Regions from separate parts of the Mus musculus genome. Here region 2 is linked to region 1. Evidence: chromatin contacts called from public promoter capture Hi-C data. All regions are on one chromosome and are shown on one strand. Each heading gives the region's core, a stretch centred on a gene start, on an enhancer-like site or on the middle of the called end of the contact. The rest is flanking DNA. Distances are from core to core; before and after follow the strand shown.

The links. Promoter capture Hi-C pulls out the DNA fragments that hold promoters and counts their contacts.
Region 2: a contact with region 1 is called in a promoter capture Hi-C map of neutrophils, with 3 times the contacts expected there. The contact joins the enhancer-like site here to the promoter of Sucnr1 in region 1. A contact is called at or near these places in 3 of 39 promoter capture datasets (the 3T3-L1 cell line, hematopoietic stem and progenitor cells and neutrophils).

Annotation. Positions count from the first base shown.
Region 1 is chr3:60,078,118-60,085,684 of GRCm38.p6, reverse strand. Sucnr1 (succinate receptor 1) reads right to left here and starts at 3,816. Exons shown (of 2, transcript NM_032400.2): 1 at 3,757-3,816. The coding sequence starts at 3,759.
Region 2 is chr3:60,576,846-60,584,412 of GRCm38.p6, reverse strand. The region is part of intron 2 of Mbnl1 (muscleblind like splicing factor 1); the gene reads right to left. Among named protein-coding and RNA genes, the nearest start is that of Mbnl1, 79 kb to the right of the region's middle. Within about 2 kb of position 3,467, at least 52 of the 459 cell types and tissues checked have an H3K27ac peak or open chromatin away from gene starts, as enhancers often do. A contact at or near this core is called in hematopoietic stem and progenitor cells and neutrophils, where this site is marked.

The DNA.
Region 1 (7,567 bases), core at 2,567-5,066:
GCTGGTTGTGACAGACAGCATAGAATAAAGCAAGTGACTTATGTGAGGCCATGAACTATCTCTAAGAAGAATCAAGAAAAAATATACAGGGTGCTATATTATAGATGTGAATAAAAGCAAGTAATAATTAAAACATTGGAAGTGGTGAAGTGATGCTTATAGTTTGTTCTCTGAACTGCACACTTGCACCTCCTCATATGTACAACACACATGCTTGGACACACTTGCACTCTCACACACACTAAAATAAATAAATAAATAAATAAATAAATAAATAAATAAATAGCTACCTACCTAGATTACTAACTAACTAAATAAATGTAATACAACCGTGAGAGAGTTTTGGGATGGAGGATGTGTGGCTACCTGTCTAGGAAATTAAGGAAAGCCATGCATCTCTGCCTGAAGAAAATTTGTGTCCAAATACAGGAAAACCATGGCCCAAAACTCATTGTAGAAGGAAGAAGAAGGCTTAATAATCAGCAAATATGTGAGAGAAAGTAGTAAAGTCAGGAGAAGATGCTAATTCACCTTTGTATCTTCATGGCCAGCCACAGATCCCTACAAATTCTGATGAGTTAAACTGTCTTGAACTCTAACCTAGGAAAGGAAGTAAGGTTGTTGAATACAATTGTTGTTTTGAATAACTTTTATTTTGTGGTGTATGGCTAAAGATTTTTTTATTTTATTAAACATAGAACATATCACACCACTTTAAAATATAATGTCTTAAACTTTAAAACAGGACTGAAAACCTTAGGAATAATAATGATGAACACCATGTTTTAAAGCTAAGGGTGTAACCAAATCTTGTGCTCACCGGTGTCTAGGAGTTGATTCATTCGAATACTAATGAAAATTAGGGACTAGTAGAATCACTATGAGAAACGATTTCTCTGAAGTTTTCAAGCTTCAATATCTTAGTTTTAGCAATATATCCTACAGTGGTTTATCTAGAAACGATAAAACTATTTTTCTTTGTTACACAGGAAAGTACTCCAGATTTAGTGTTGAGGAGTCACGCTCTTCATCCCCCTTTACCAGAGTAGGATTCGATTCATGAGGGCAAAGCTGTGACACAACTTTCATTCAGGTTCTGACATTCCATATGATGAATTAAGTCTCAGCATATGAGTTTTGAGAGCATAATATCCACACTTAGCCCTTGCTGAGGTCATACACCCAACTGCTCTGGGTCTGTTTCTACTGGAGTAAAACGCCTGACAAAAGTATGTTAGGGAGAGTTTAGTGTAGTTCACTGTTCCAGGTTACAGTCTATCATAGCATGGAAGTCATGATGGTGGGAGCTTGAGAAAGCTATCCACATCACATCCACAGTCAAGAGCAGAGTGAAATAAATGTGTGGGTGCTCATTTGCTTGTGCTCAGCTGGATTCCTACAACACAGGAATTTACCTAGGAAGTGAAATTGACCACCATGGGATGGACTTCCAACATCACTGAATTAAGACCTGTACCTTTGCCTTGCTTGTCCTACAGTGACTCTTGCTTTAAAAACAAACAAACACACAAACACCACCAGGACAAAACACTTTAAACATGTCCTTTTTAGGTTGACTATGTGGTACTGGGTAAATAGTTATTGTGTGCTTCTCTGGGAGAGACTATTTCTCCCACTCTCAGCATTCCATAGTTGACTGTGATTCTTTGTTTAGGGTTGAGACCTCGTGGTCCATTCCCTGTCTTCTCTAGCATGGCTATTGTTACTGCCCTTGTTCAGACCAGTTTAGGAAGTCATGTTGGTGAAATTTTATGGATGTAGCTTCTGACATGACGAGGAGACACAGTTTCTCAGGAGACACCCAGCTCTTACAAGCTTTCTGCCCTCTTCTACACAGTGTTCCCTGAGCCTTAGGTGTGGAAGTTGTTTTGTAAATAATATTACACCAAATTAGGAGGTTGTGTTTATAAATATATGTGTTCATATATGCCTGTAAGAACAAGTAATGCAAAAAGAGGCCATACATTAAAAAGTGACCAAGGAAGGGTATATAGGAGAATCGAGAGAGAGGGAAAAAAAAGAAGGGGAAAATAATGTAATTATAATATAATCGTAAAAGTACAAGAAGTAATTAAACAAACAAAAACAAAAGGTGTGTGGATGAAATACATATTAATTATAAAGTACAGTGTGGGTACAAATAACAAAAAATCAGGGAAAAATGTTTAAATCAATTAATCCTATTATTTTTATGCTTTAATATTGCTGAAATTTGTTTGTTAAAATGAGATTTTGCTTTTCATGACGTCTTATAATCTATTCATTTAATATGTTTTCAACTTGGTTTATTTTTAAATCCCTTTTCATATCCAAACATTATCAGATTATGGTTTTATAGTGTTAGGCTCTCCAATACTTATAGGCTTATAGGCTGATTCAACTTCATAAGGACACACTTTGAGAATATTGTATTCCAAATTCAGGTATATATATACATATATATATATATTCAGGTATATATACATATATATATATATATATATATATATATATATATATATATATACACACATACATACATACCTCCGGGTGTCTTTTGTTATGGTATAATTATGCAAATTAGGGAAGTAAGGTGTGCTCCTTTAGGCAAAACTCTGAATTCAAGGGGGGCATGTCCTCTGAACCATCACTAGCCTATACTTTTCAGGAGCTGTCCTCTTCATAGGCAACAGACATGGCGACAACATGTAGTGGCTTACTGAGGTGAACCATTAACCGAGAACTTTCTTTAAAAAACACATTAGTAACTAAAAGGAAATCATTATTAGCTTCTAGCCCACAGTCACAGAGTCTGTTAGAATTAATAAGCTACATATAAACTGAATACACCCACATGAGAAAATTGCTACTACTCATTCTTAATTTGGAATGATGAAAATTCCTTATAAAATTAGTTCTCTAAACATAAAAATAATGCATGTTTTTACCAGAAATTAAGAAAAAATACATTAATGAAAAACCTGGTAATCCAATACAAACTCTGTTCCTATATCCTGGACCATTGCACAGAGCCTAACAAAAAATAAAAATTTTAACTGTCACTGGAAAGTAAAGTATGAAGATATTCCAACAAGTTTCTCTCATTAGTAAACAATTTAAATAAACTGTGTTTGAGTGTATATAAATATAAGTATTTGGTTCTGGTTAATTACGTCACTTTTATGTATTCCACAAGTTACACCCAAACATCAAACATTACAGTATGTATCAAGTTGCATTTTTCATTAATAAGTTAGAGAATAGATTATATAGTTTGGGGAGTAGAATAACAATCACTCTGCAGTTTACCAGTTCCTTTAGTAAATCTTATTCTTAAATCATCACATTTTGCCAAATATAGATGCAAATTTTAAATTTTGGAATGATTTAAAATTTACTCTACTATAAGTTCTTTAATTTACATGGTTAAATTTTTCATGACGCAAGTTATTTTCCCTTTCTCTAAATAATTTCACTTTTTCAAATAATTGTAATTATCTTTGTTGCGACATTATCAAATACAATGAGCCCTTTAAAGCAAAACACACTACATTTTTGTCTATTAAATCAATGCATTTAGAGCCACATGAAATAGATGTGAAAGTCAGATATGTTTGCCTTTGGCTGCTTCACATCTACTGAAGAACAGTTCCCTAGGCAGCATTTAGCTCACAGAACCCTTCCAAAGGAAGCCCTAAGCAGAAAGCTTGGTCTTCTTTGGTGTGACCGAGAGACATGAGCTGCAGTGTCCCTTACCATTCTGCTGTCGGCTTCTGTCTCGACAGAAAACTCTGCCAGGAGCTGGAGACAGCTTCTGACCCAGTGCTGTGTTGCTGGACATGACCAGTGCAGTCTGATTTGCATATTATGCAGCCAAGATTAATAATTCAAAAGGCAGGGATAATTTATTCAGAAAAACCTCCAAGTCATTCAGAGGAACTCCTGAAAAGCCGAAGGCACACAACAGATGAGTCATTTTGTAGAGAGTAGTTTTAACAAAGACATTTGAGGACAAGCTAATTTAAATTTAGTTGATACACTCCCAAAACAACATAGAAGCATTCTATCTTCCCATGTGTATGTGCATGGAACTGTGTACGCACATTTAGGTAATGAGAACAGCAAACATTTTATGGTTAATATATATAGTTGAACTCATTTTTCATTGTTTTACACATTTCTTTGGTGACTTCTATACTAAGCATACAATAATTAAACTGCTTCATAGAAATCCTGAGGGAACTATGACATGAGTACTTGGACGGCAGTCTGAATTTGAGCCTTGTCAGTGTGCTGCTGAAAGGCTGTTAGAACTTTAGATAGTATCCGTTTTATTTTCTGTGATTAAATTCAGGAAACATAAAGAAGTACATCAGATGGCTAGGGATTAAGGAGAGAGGCATTATCTTAGATGACAAGCTCAAGAGATAGTAGTAGACTTTCCCCAGTCAGTGCTCTGAACAGCATCCAGAAGACTGATTATTCCAGATAAGAAACAAACCTGGCCTTTTCTCAAGGCTACATCAGTTTTTTATTCAAGCAAAAATCTGGATTGGTTGACCTGAAGGGTGGGGATAACACTGAGGATGTATGTACATGGTAGCGACTAAGATACAATCACAGGCATTTTCTACTTGTAGAGGAAAAGAGGCTAGAGAGTACTTTGGGGTACAGTCTTCAGAAAGAGAGGAGAGTAGCCAGTTGTGGTTCATGGACCTCTCCAAGGTATAGAGTGGCCAGTTGTAGTTCATAGACCTCTACAATGTAAAAAGGAAAGTTCTGACCACCACCATGGCAGGAGGGGCTGGAGATGGTGATTCCCTCTTTGTGGGTACCTGGAGTTCCCCAGAGTTTCCTCTTTCTTGTCTCTACTTCCTGATGGCCAAAAATGTGGTCGGTACTTCTCTTTTTCCCCCCCACAGGACTGCAAGCTGATAGTTTGGGCTTCCTGCCAAGAGCCACACTTCCCCAGGACCCCTCCACTGGTACCAGGGCAGATACAGTAAATAGACTGCTGTTCCTTTCATACCGTGACACCTTATTCAGGGTTACAGAGCAGAGGTACGGAGAATCTGTCCAGCAGGACGAGTGTCACTGTCACACTTCCAGGCCCCCTCACAGGCCCAAATATAAGCTCTGCATTCTTGATGGAACACTGTATGGTCACATTCCTGTTCTAAATTTGTATTAACTTTATAACAAGGGACCAAACATTTCCCTTGTGCTGGATTTGCAAATTATGTTGTCACTTCTGCCAGAGAGAGCACACATCTCTCAGGAAGTGATTTCTGTTCAGCCTATAATATTTCAGTGGGCAGAGCTTCTGACTTTGTTTTCTTTGTTGATAGAAACAATGTAACACATTGGATCTCATCAAATTTTCAATTCTCTTAACTGTAAAGTAGGGATACTTGTGACAATCCCAGGAAATACATATATCTACATAGAAGTCTGTGTATTATACTATACACTGGGGATTAGTCATAACAAGCTGTTGGCTAATATAATATGTCATACTTGCTTGCTAAAGATTAATTATTACAGACATTTTCAATAAATTAAACTTCCTTCCATATGAGTACTTCAATTTAATGCTGTTAGTTTCGGCACAGGAATACAAATTAAAATAATCTTACAAAAAGCAGCACGGTAAAAAAAAAAAAAGGTCATTGAATCCTTGTCCTGAATTTGCATTTTACTAGCTGTGTGATCTGTGAAACAAACTTGCCTAAGCCGATTTCCTTGTTCAGAGGGGCCCAGTGACTCTACTCCACAAAGTTCCTGACATTCACAGTCCAATGTAAAATAATATATGAAAGTCCAGCGAGCAGGGTGTGCAAGAGAAGTTTGTGTAAAATCAGATCCACTCAGCAGGAAACTCAAGAGAAAAACACAGAGGAGGGAGCACAAATGGCAGTTCAATGCAATGCAATGCTTCCCAGTGTCTACTGTGGTCCTTAGGGACTTCACTCTAAGTACAGGCATACATCAGCTTAGTTGAGTTACATGATTGTGGCTCAGAGCAAACTGTCAGTACCTTAATTTTCAGCTAAAGAAACTGAGGCCCAACAAAACTTACATACATTGCACACATTGCACAACTGATTAAGGACTGTGCCAGAATTTTGGGCCTCTTCTCTTCAACATGATTTGGCTTTATTTGCCTCTCATAGAAAAGAAGAACCTGCTAGGGCAAATTGTAAAATTGGTACCACTGAATACTTTTTACCATGAATATAGCAATTTCATGTAATTTTTCTCTAATCAAGTAAAATTTAGAATATATTAAGGTTAGCAATGGTTTACAAGATTTATTATTTATCAAAATTAATGATTAGGTTTCTACAAAACAGAACACTTTACATAAACAAGAGTCAAAGATAAAACACTGAAGTGTTTATGGGAAGGCCCTATTAGCAGGGCCTCTGGGCATGCTTACAAGATGCATTCTTTTATTACAAAAACAGTTTGTGAGGACAAGCAGCTGGCCTAAGGGTCACACTAATTTTTACTGAATCACAAGCCAGGAAATGGGAGGACAATCATTCATACCAAGAAATATCTTAAATTCTTAAGGGGAAATAGTCACAGCAAACACAAAAGGGTTGAATCAAGCTAAGGACACAAAGGACTCCAAGGAAGTTCCTCTCACACAACACAGGGAATAGAGTAGAAGTTCATGTGGATTGTGACTATACTCTTTCAGTTTCCCGACACCAAACCAGCACTACTAGATGAGTTTACATTACCATGAAATGCAGTCTATTCATAATTCAGTCTGAGCCCCAAAATCCTTTTCTTTTCTAAATAAGACATTAAAAACTTGTTGCTTAAGAGTTACTTTCTTTTAGCCAGGTGGTGGTGGCACACATGTTTAATCCCAGCACTTGGGAGGCAGAGGTAAGCAGATTTCTGAGTTTGAGGCCAGCCTGGTCTACAGAATGAGTCTAGGACAGCTAGGACTATACAGAGAAACCCTGTCTCAAAAAACAAAAACAAAACAAAACAAAACAAAAAAACAAAACAAAAAACAAGAGTTACTTTCTTTTAAACAACTAATTCAAAGACGAATCTTGTTCATCTATCATATTCAAGTCATGGCAAATAAGAGTACACATGGGCATAAAAACCAACTTCAAGGAATTTTTTTCTATTTCTTGAGAATTTCATGTATGTTAATCATGTACTATGATAATATATTCCCCCATTCACCTCATGGAACCCTCCCATGAATCCCCTTCCAATCTCTAGCACGTATTTTCTCTATGTCATTACACCCAATTAGTGTTATCTGTGTGTGCATAAATGTGGAGTCATGAATCAGAATATGGACAACCTATAGTGGCCACATGCTACAAAACAAATGACTGTCTCTCTCCCAGCTACTATCAACTACCAGTCAGCTAGGTGTGAGGTTTCATAAGCTTCTACATCGGTGGAATTCTACTTGTCTTGATCATATTGAGGTGATTACAGCTGCTTTGTTTGTGGGCACAGCAGCCATGCCATGCCCACAGGCAGTATTTCACAGTACTCTTCCATCTCTCCTTACATAATTTCTGCTTAG
Region 2 (7,567 bases), core at 2,218-4,717, 500 kb before region 1:
TTCGTCCAGCTATATCCGATGCCTGGTTATATATCACCATTGAACCTGTTTATTTATGTTCACACATTTATGCCTTAAATTTTAAATAAAAGTATAGAAATCATTATAGCTTTAACATTCATCTTTAAAACAACTCTACTCAATCATTAAGAAAGAGGTATCAAAAAATGGCAAAATACAATTTACTTATCCCACTTTTTCTTAAAGATTTTTTTAAGGGCTGGACAATGGTTTCTTATGCATTGAATCCCAATATTATAAAAGCAGAGGCAATCTAATTTCTGTAAGTGAGGCCAGCCTGATATACAGAGTTCCAGGACAGTCAAGGCTACACAAAGAAACCCTGTCTCGAAAATGAAACAAACAAACAAAAACTGTAGTGAAATGTTCAATTTAGACGTGTATTTACTTACATAATACTGCCATATCTTGGGTTTCAAAAGAACACCTAGCTATTATCACTGTTGTATTAGCCTGACAGCTCACCATACTACTTCTAGTGTTACGATTTCAATATTACACTTAAAACATGTTCCATTCCATGACCTTTTAAAAAACTGATCTTTTGGAAGGGTTGGGGGAGGGGTGGAATGGCTCAGGGATTAAGAGCAATTTTTCCTCTTGTAGAAGACCTGGGTTCAGCTCCCCACATCCACAACTGCAGCTACAGGCTGTCTGACTCTTGCTCCCTAGGGCTGTGATGCACATGTCTATGCAAGAAAATTACTCAATAAATAAACTAAAAGTGAATCATATATATGTATATTTCCACGGGATCTTTAACTAAAGTCGTTTTTGATGCATAAAGACCATTTCCCCCTACCCTGCTTTCTTGAGCTACTTTGCAAACTTAAATGAACACATGCATCAATACAATATATATTTTTCAAACTTTCTGAGAAATTTGTTATTTTCTCATATCTAATGAACATCTAATACACAAAAGGTAGGCAGTGGGGGGAATGGAACACAAAAGGATGGAGGAATGAAAGAAAGAAAAATGGAAGTGGAAAGAAGAAAGGAAGAGGGCAAGAGAGGGATGGGGTCAAGATGACACAGGTGGAGTCCAATATTATTTCATAAAATAGAAAATTAGAACCAAAACTCACCCAGGATTAAATGCATGATTGCATAAACAAAAACAAAACACACAGCAACAAAAAAGTCAAACCGACAGTAAATAACCTGCCCAAGATCAGAAAGAATGAAAACATTTAGTTTTCAAATCTGTCTGGTACTCATTCTGCAACTATATTTTCTTTTAACACACTGACTTTCCCAAAATCCAAAGAGCCAGGAGGCCTTCACAGTAAAATAGACTTAAGAACACTGTGTAGAGCTTTCAGAGGAGTCAGCTGACTTAAGAATAAAACAATCAGGCTAGGGAGAAGGCTTTGTGCAGAGTAGCCAGGTCAGAGAGTTAAGATGGAGTATTGCAGGCTGAACTAAAGTGTCAGGAAGGGACCTGAATATAAGCAAAGATTACTCCTGTGCTTGGTGTCTTTGTAGCTGCCTGTTCAGATGTCAGGAACCTAGGCCAGGCAAGATGGCCTAAGGGTATAAAAAGACTGCACTCATTAAACAAATCCAAGAGTTAATAGCAGTTTGTGTGGTTATTTACTACCTAATGACCTAAGGCAAAACAGCTGCTTAAACTGATCAAGTGAAGCAGGCCAAGGGAACACACAAAGCCATCCTGACACAATAAACAGCAGGAAAACCCCCTCTAATTATTAATATAAGAAATTACCAGGACTACTCTTTGGTGAATAGTCCGACAGGCCTGCACCTGCACAAATCAAAACTTCAAAATCATTTGTAATACCCTATTAAAAAAGAAAACTGTAGCCACTCTCTTCTTAAATATGACATAAAAAAGTCCCTGACAGAAGTGTGGACCCTGAGGAATATGTTTGCATCTTCTAGAAGCTTTTCTTACATTACTGTACCAAGCTGGAGCAGCTGTTTTTCATAGGGATACCATAGTGCTGGCAGGACACTGAGATGTCCCGAGCTGCTGCTTTTGTAACAGATCTCTCTTCTTCTCAAGTGAGTTCCTTGCCCAGACATTAGAGCTCACCCAATTATGGCTCTTACGTAATTTGCCAGGGCATACTAAAATAGAAAGTGGTTAAGAAAAGTTAAATCAGACGTTTATTACTCAAAAACTAATGACTAACATTAGGTGTTCTGCCCTTTTGTGGTTGCAAAGATACAAATTCTAGGACAGTTGTTTATTCATGGGCAGAGGTAGGAGAAGTATGCTGAATTTCAGAAGATTTCCATTCATCCCCACCCCTCTTTAGAGTTTTCAAACAGCACTTGAAATAAAGTGTAAATATGTACAAGGGCTCATATGGTTAAACTTTCTATCCCTTTAATATTACTCTAATTTTTCAATTGCATTCTAAATTTTTTATCTTAGAAAGATGCGTGAAATTTTATTTCATAAAATAAGTCACATAGCCCCCAACTCTTTCTCTCCAGACCCCCTTTTTCTCTCTTTCTCTCCTAAAGCAGAGCATTGTTTAAGGCTCACCTTAAGGTCCTTAGCCTAGAGTTACTGTTTCTAATGTCTCGAGTAAAGTGAAGAACAGTCATTTTGCTATTACTGCCATGTATAAATTTTAACTCTTTCCATTATCATATAAAGAGTCATCCTAATCCAAAATGTCTTTAAGACCTGCAGCTGTTTCCTTTGTGTGAAAAGGAGACACAAAGACAATCTTGGGGTTCAAGAGGTCTAAAATGTTTTATGGGTGCTGCCTTAGCTGGTTTATAGCACGTGGTCATCTTAAAGAAGATGGTGGTGCAGTCACATGGTGGCTACTATTTAGAAACATCTATTTTACTTAACAAGAGTTGAATATATATACATACATATTCATATATTCAATATGCATACATATATATACACACACATATACATACATATGTATGTGTGTGTGTGTTTTCCCTAAACATGTTGAATCCGAGCTACACATATAGTATCACAGAGAAAATTAAGATTACCTAGGTATAGTCTTGTTTTTTGTTTTTTGTTTTTTTTTTTAACGTATTAGCTTTTGGTTGCAAATTTTAAGCTAACTTTTGTTCCAAATTTTACAGAGTTTATATAATAGTTTTAAAATAATTTTTGAGAGCAAAGAGCAAAAAGCATAGAGATAAAAGATTTTCTAGAGTGGAAAGTAGAAAAAGCTTAGAGATAAGAGACTTTTGTCGAATATTTGCTTGTATGATGGCAAATGTTTTACAATATGTGGGAATTTGCAAATTGATTTGGCGCTACTGCACTAAACTAAGGTCACCTTTTTCAGCCAGACATCATGGCTTCATACAGTCTCTGGCTCCAAAGAGGAAAAGAGAAAAAGGAAAAATCAGGAACTCCACCAGAGGGAGGGTTCTAATTAGGAGGAAGCTGACAGACAGGAGGGACAGGGCTGCAAACAGGAACTCCACCCCAGAGGATGTCTGTATCACAGAGGTCAGGGAAGGTAAAGGAAGAAACAACGGGTTCTAGCAAGCTATGGAGAGAGACCACGCAGGCAGCTTCTAGCAGAGAGGAGGAAGCTCGGAGGGAGCCGAGAACATGCAGTGAAGGAGAAAGGCGTGAGGGAGAGGATAAGTGTTCTGTGCAACAAGAGCTTCAATCTGGGGCATGCTCAAATGCACTGAGAGATTTGTCAGAGAGAGAGATATCTCCAGTCACAGAGGAGAGGCATCCATTTTCTATATGACAGGGGCCCAGGAGGCTGAGAAGAATGGTTTTATAGTAATAGTAAGCTCCAGCAAGTCAACAGAGACAAAGCAGATAGTGCTGCAGTTAAATTTACTCAATAGAAGAGGACTGAGGAGGTGGAGGGAGAGAGAGCCTTTATTTGTGAAGGGCACCCAGGAGGGGGAAGCAGGCTCCAGGAGCCAGAGAGCTGCCCCGAATACCACAGCAGAAGTACAGAAGGTGAAAGGAAGAAGCAAGGAAGAGGAAGACTCTAGAATTAAATAAATAAAAACAAAACAGATACATGCGTATCTTAGGAGAGTCAAGTCTGCAGCTTCGTTTGCTTAGGAAAGGCAAGACCCCTTGAAAGGGAGGGATCCATTTGTGCTCCCACCCAGAGCTTTCAGGACCAGATGTATAAACTGAGGGTTTAGGCACTAGATTTATAAACTAAAGACTTGACTACTCCGAAGTGTTGTTGATGGAAAGACTTTAATTGTAGATACGAAGAAGGACACAGCCAAAGGCATCTGAAAGAGTCCAGACCACAAGAGGAACAGAGAGGGAGAGAGGGAAGCTGAAAGAGGGAAGCCCAGGAGTTGGAGTTTAAAGCAGGAGGTAGGATCAGAAGCGCTGAAAAGAGCCATGAATAGTTGTGCTGCTATACTGAAAGAGCCTAAAGGCCAGCACTGGTTTTGGTTGGTCAACAGTCAACACCCATTGGCCATTTGTCCCTTGACATTGACAGGAAATGGCTCCTTTGGTAGAGAGAATGAGCGCCATATTTTGGGAGAATGGAGCTTCCTAAAACCTGATACTATAAAGAGAAATGACTTTGCTACCCCTGCCACGTATAAATTTCAATTCTCTCCATTACGAACAGATACACTTTTAAAAAACAAAATTATGGGACTCAATGATTCTGTGTTTGTATCCATGCTCAGTAAAAGAAGCTAAAGTTTGTGATTCATTGAGATGACAGTAGAGACTGGCAATACTTTATTACCAATTTTCTAAATTTTCCTTGCCTACCAAAATAGAATTGGAATGAATTCCTCAGAATTTTCAAAATGTGCTCTACTATGAGCCTATGAGGTGGGGGTGGGAAGGGACAGACATTCAGCTCGCCTCGTGCAACTGTGTGCTATTTCTCATTGCTTCCAATTACGATGCCAACACCTCATTGGTCAATTTGCTTTTCTGGCTCTCACATATACTCTGTAACGCCCTGAAGTGTGTAAGGGTGTTTTCTTGGAGACTGTCATGGTGCTCATGCCTGGCCCATGCTTAACAGTATGCTATAAAAGCAAAACAATATCGACAAGAGCTAAAGGCAGCGAATAAGTGAGTCCTTCAAGGTGGTCAGCTCTCCTAGACTTCTGGAGCTAGATGAAAAGTTATGATCCCTTGATGATAGTCTAAGGTCCAAAGAAGCAAGTGTTCTAATGCAAATGACAAGGTCAAAGGGAGGAATGCTCATTGGTATGAGAAGTTGGAAAAAAGAAATGGAAATGTAGGAGAAAGGCAGGAATTCAACAGTAGCTTTGAATACTGAACAAATCTGAAACAGTAACCCAGCACACACTTCCATGAAGACATTATTTTTTAAACACGGACCGCTCTTCTTCATTTTGATTCCTTAAAACTGATATGGGGATAAATTCTAATAGTGGGGTTCAAAGAAGCAAAAATAGGAACATAAATTTAAAAACTAATCCTGCACTTTCCTACCTGTGACTCTGTTGTACTTATTACTTAGTCCTTTGCCCCTCAGTGTCCTCATGAACAAAATGGTAATAACTATATTATCTATCTACTAAGGCAACAAGGGTACATTTCAGTGAAATTTTGTGGGCAGCCCTTGGTTCAGCATGCAGCAGTGGGAGAATGCCAGGAGATGTGGCAGTGTTTATGGTAGGCAGGTTTATCTGCATTTGTTGGATGCTTTCAGTCTCAGTCTGGAAACCTTCAGGCTGTTCTGCCTCAACCGGAACTTTATACAAAGTACGGTTTTCTATTCTACTCTGAAGAGGTCTAGACAAGGATATTTTGGTCCTGTCCTAAAACTCTTTCACAAAGGAGTCCAATCTGATAAGATTGTTACTGATGGTTGGCTATGTTTCCCTAATATAAAAAGAGAAACAGCATTTCATTTCCAAACACTTGATTTCACCCTAAATACCTAAATGTTACAGGTGAGCTTATATGCATGTGCATATGTGCACCAGGGCTTGTGTGTACAGAGGAATGGCATCAGTGTCTCATGGCATAATAGGGTGTGTGTAGAGACTGAGCGCCATTCAAGATCTAAAAATATGAAAAATACATTTCCTATCAATATGGGAAAACAAATGCAACTAAATTAGGCTAGCAACAAGAAAAAGTATACCATTACATTTTATACCACACACCTGTTTCTAGACCCTTTGAAACTCATTGCCTGCTCACCTTCATCCTTCATCATTCAATTAGAACATGTTTGGTGATTAAGAAAGCTCTTTAATAATTCAGCTAATTTATCTGTCACAGAACTGTAGGTCAGCAGATGTACTTCATGTGTACCTGACGAAACCATCAGTAAAGGGTCCAGATGTACAGCTGTCTAGCCTGCTGCGTCTGGAGCTATAACCCTGCCCATTTTGGAGACATTGATTTTCCTCCTCTCCCTAACAGTACTTGCAAGCAGTAATGCTCAAAGTCAGACTGGCTTGGATAAAGATGTAACAGCAGGAAATCTGACAATTCCCAAAACGAGAGATCTGCTCTCAGCACGGGAACTGCTGGAGAATACAGAAGGAGGCTGGCTATGTTGCTGCTCTGAGCTATTAGACAGGGTTGGTGAGGGTTAAAAATCCAAAGATCAGAATTCTACTGATGACAGAATGATGCTACAAACCTTTCTGCACTAATTTCTCAAGTGCTGTTTGTATAGTCTGGTTATGAAAAGAACCTTGATAATTCGGTGTAGTGTATCCCCCAGATCTCTAAACATTCCTAAATGGACAAATCCCCTCCACTTCATCAGGGTTGCTGTCTACCTGAACAAACAAAGACACACTGAGGCAGACAGACAAGGAGGTGTGCAAGGCCAACTCAGAGAGCTTTAATTTTCCTCTTAAGCAGCAACACGGTTAATTATGTCATGAATCTTTGGTATTCTTTTAAATATTTAAAACCAGACAGCTAAAGTATAGATTTATAAATAATCTAAAAGAATTCTACTGACCACAGAATGATGCTCAAAGCTTGTGGCTCTGAGCACACTTCACTCCACAGATGTTATAGCCCACCTCATCTCCACTACTTTCTGAATTCCTCTGTACAATGGGCTTTTCAGATGATTCAACAGTTTATTAGTTGATAACACATTTTATTTTTCTTAGACTACTGGAGATAATGCATAAGTCCTATCAACCTATAAAATATGAATATTTATACACATACTGGTGCTATAATTATTCAGAAAGCATGTGGATTAGAAGAGTAAAATGAAACCTGATTGAAATACTCAGCTATAAAAGTTTCCTACGACTTCTGATAAAAGGGAAAAAAAAATCCAAAAATGCCATGGACCAATTCAGAAAGGAACACCTTTTCAGAACATCTGCAGTGGTGCAGAGTAGCTAAAGTGAGTGGCTACAATTACTCTCTACTAAACAGGCATGGCTTCTTAGAGGGAAGTAGTTATTTTATCCTTGAGCATTCTAATTTTTACATTACAACTTTCATACTGAAAGTCTTTACCGCAGACAGGCTCCTTCTTTCCAAGGATTTGCTTTGTTAGCTTTCATCTAATAGCAATTCTGCATCCAACACCAACTGCCGTACTGCTTTGTGTGCGGTGCAGGG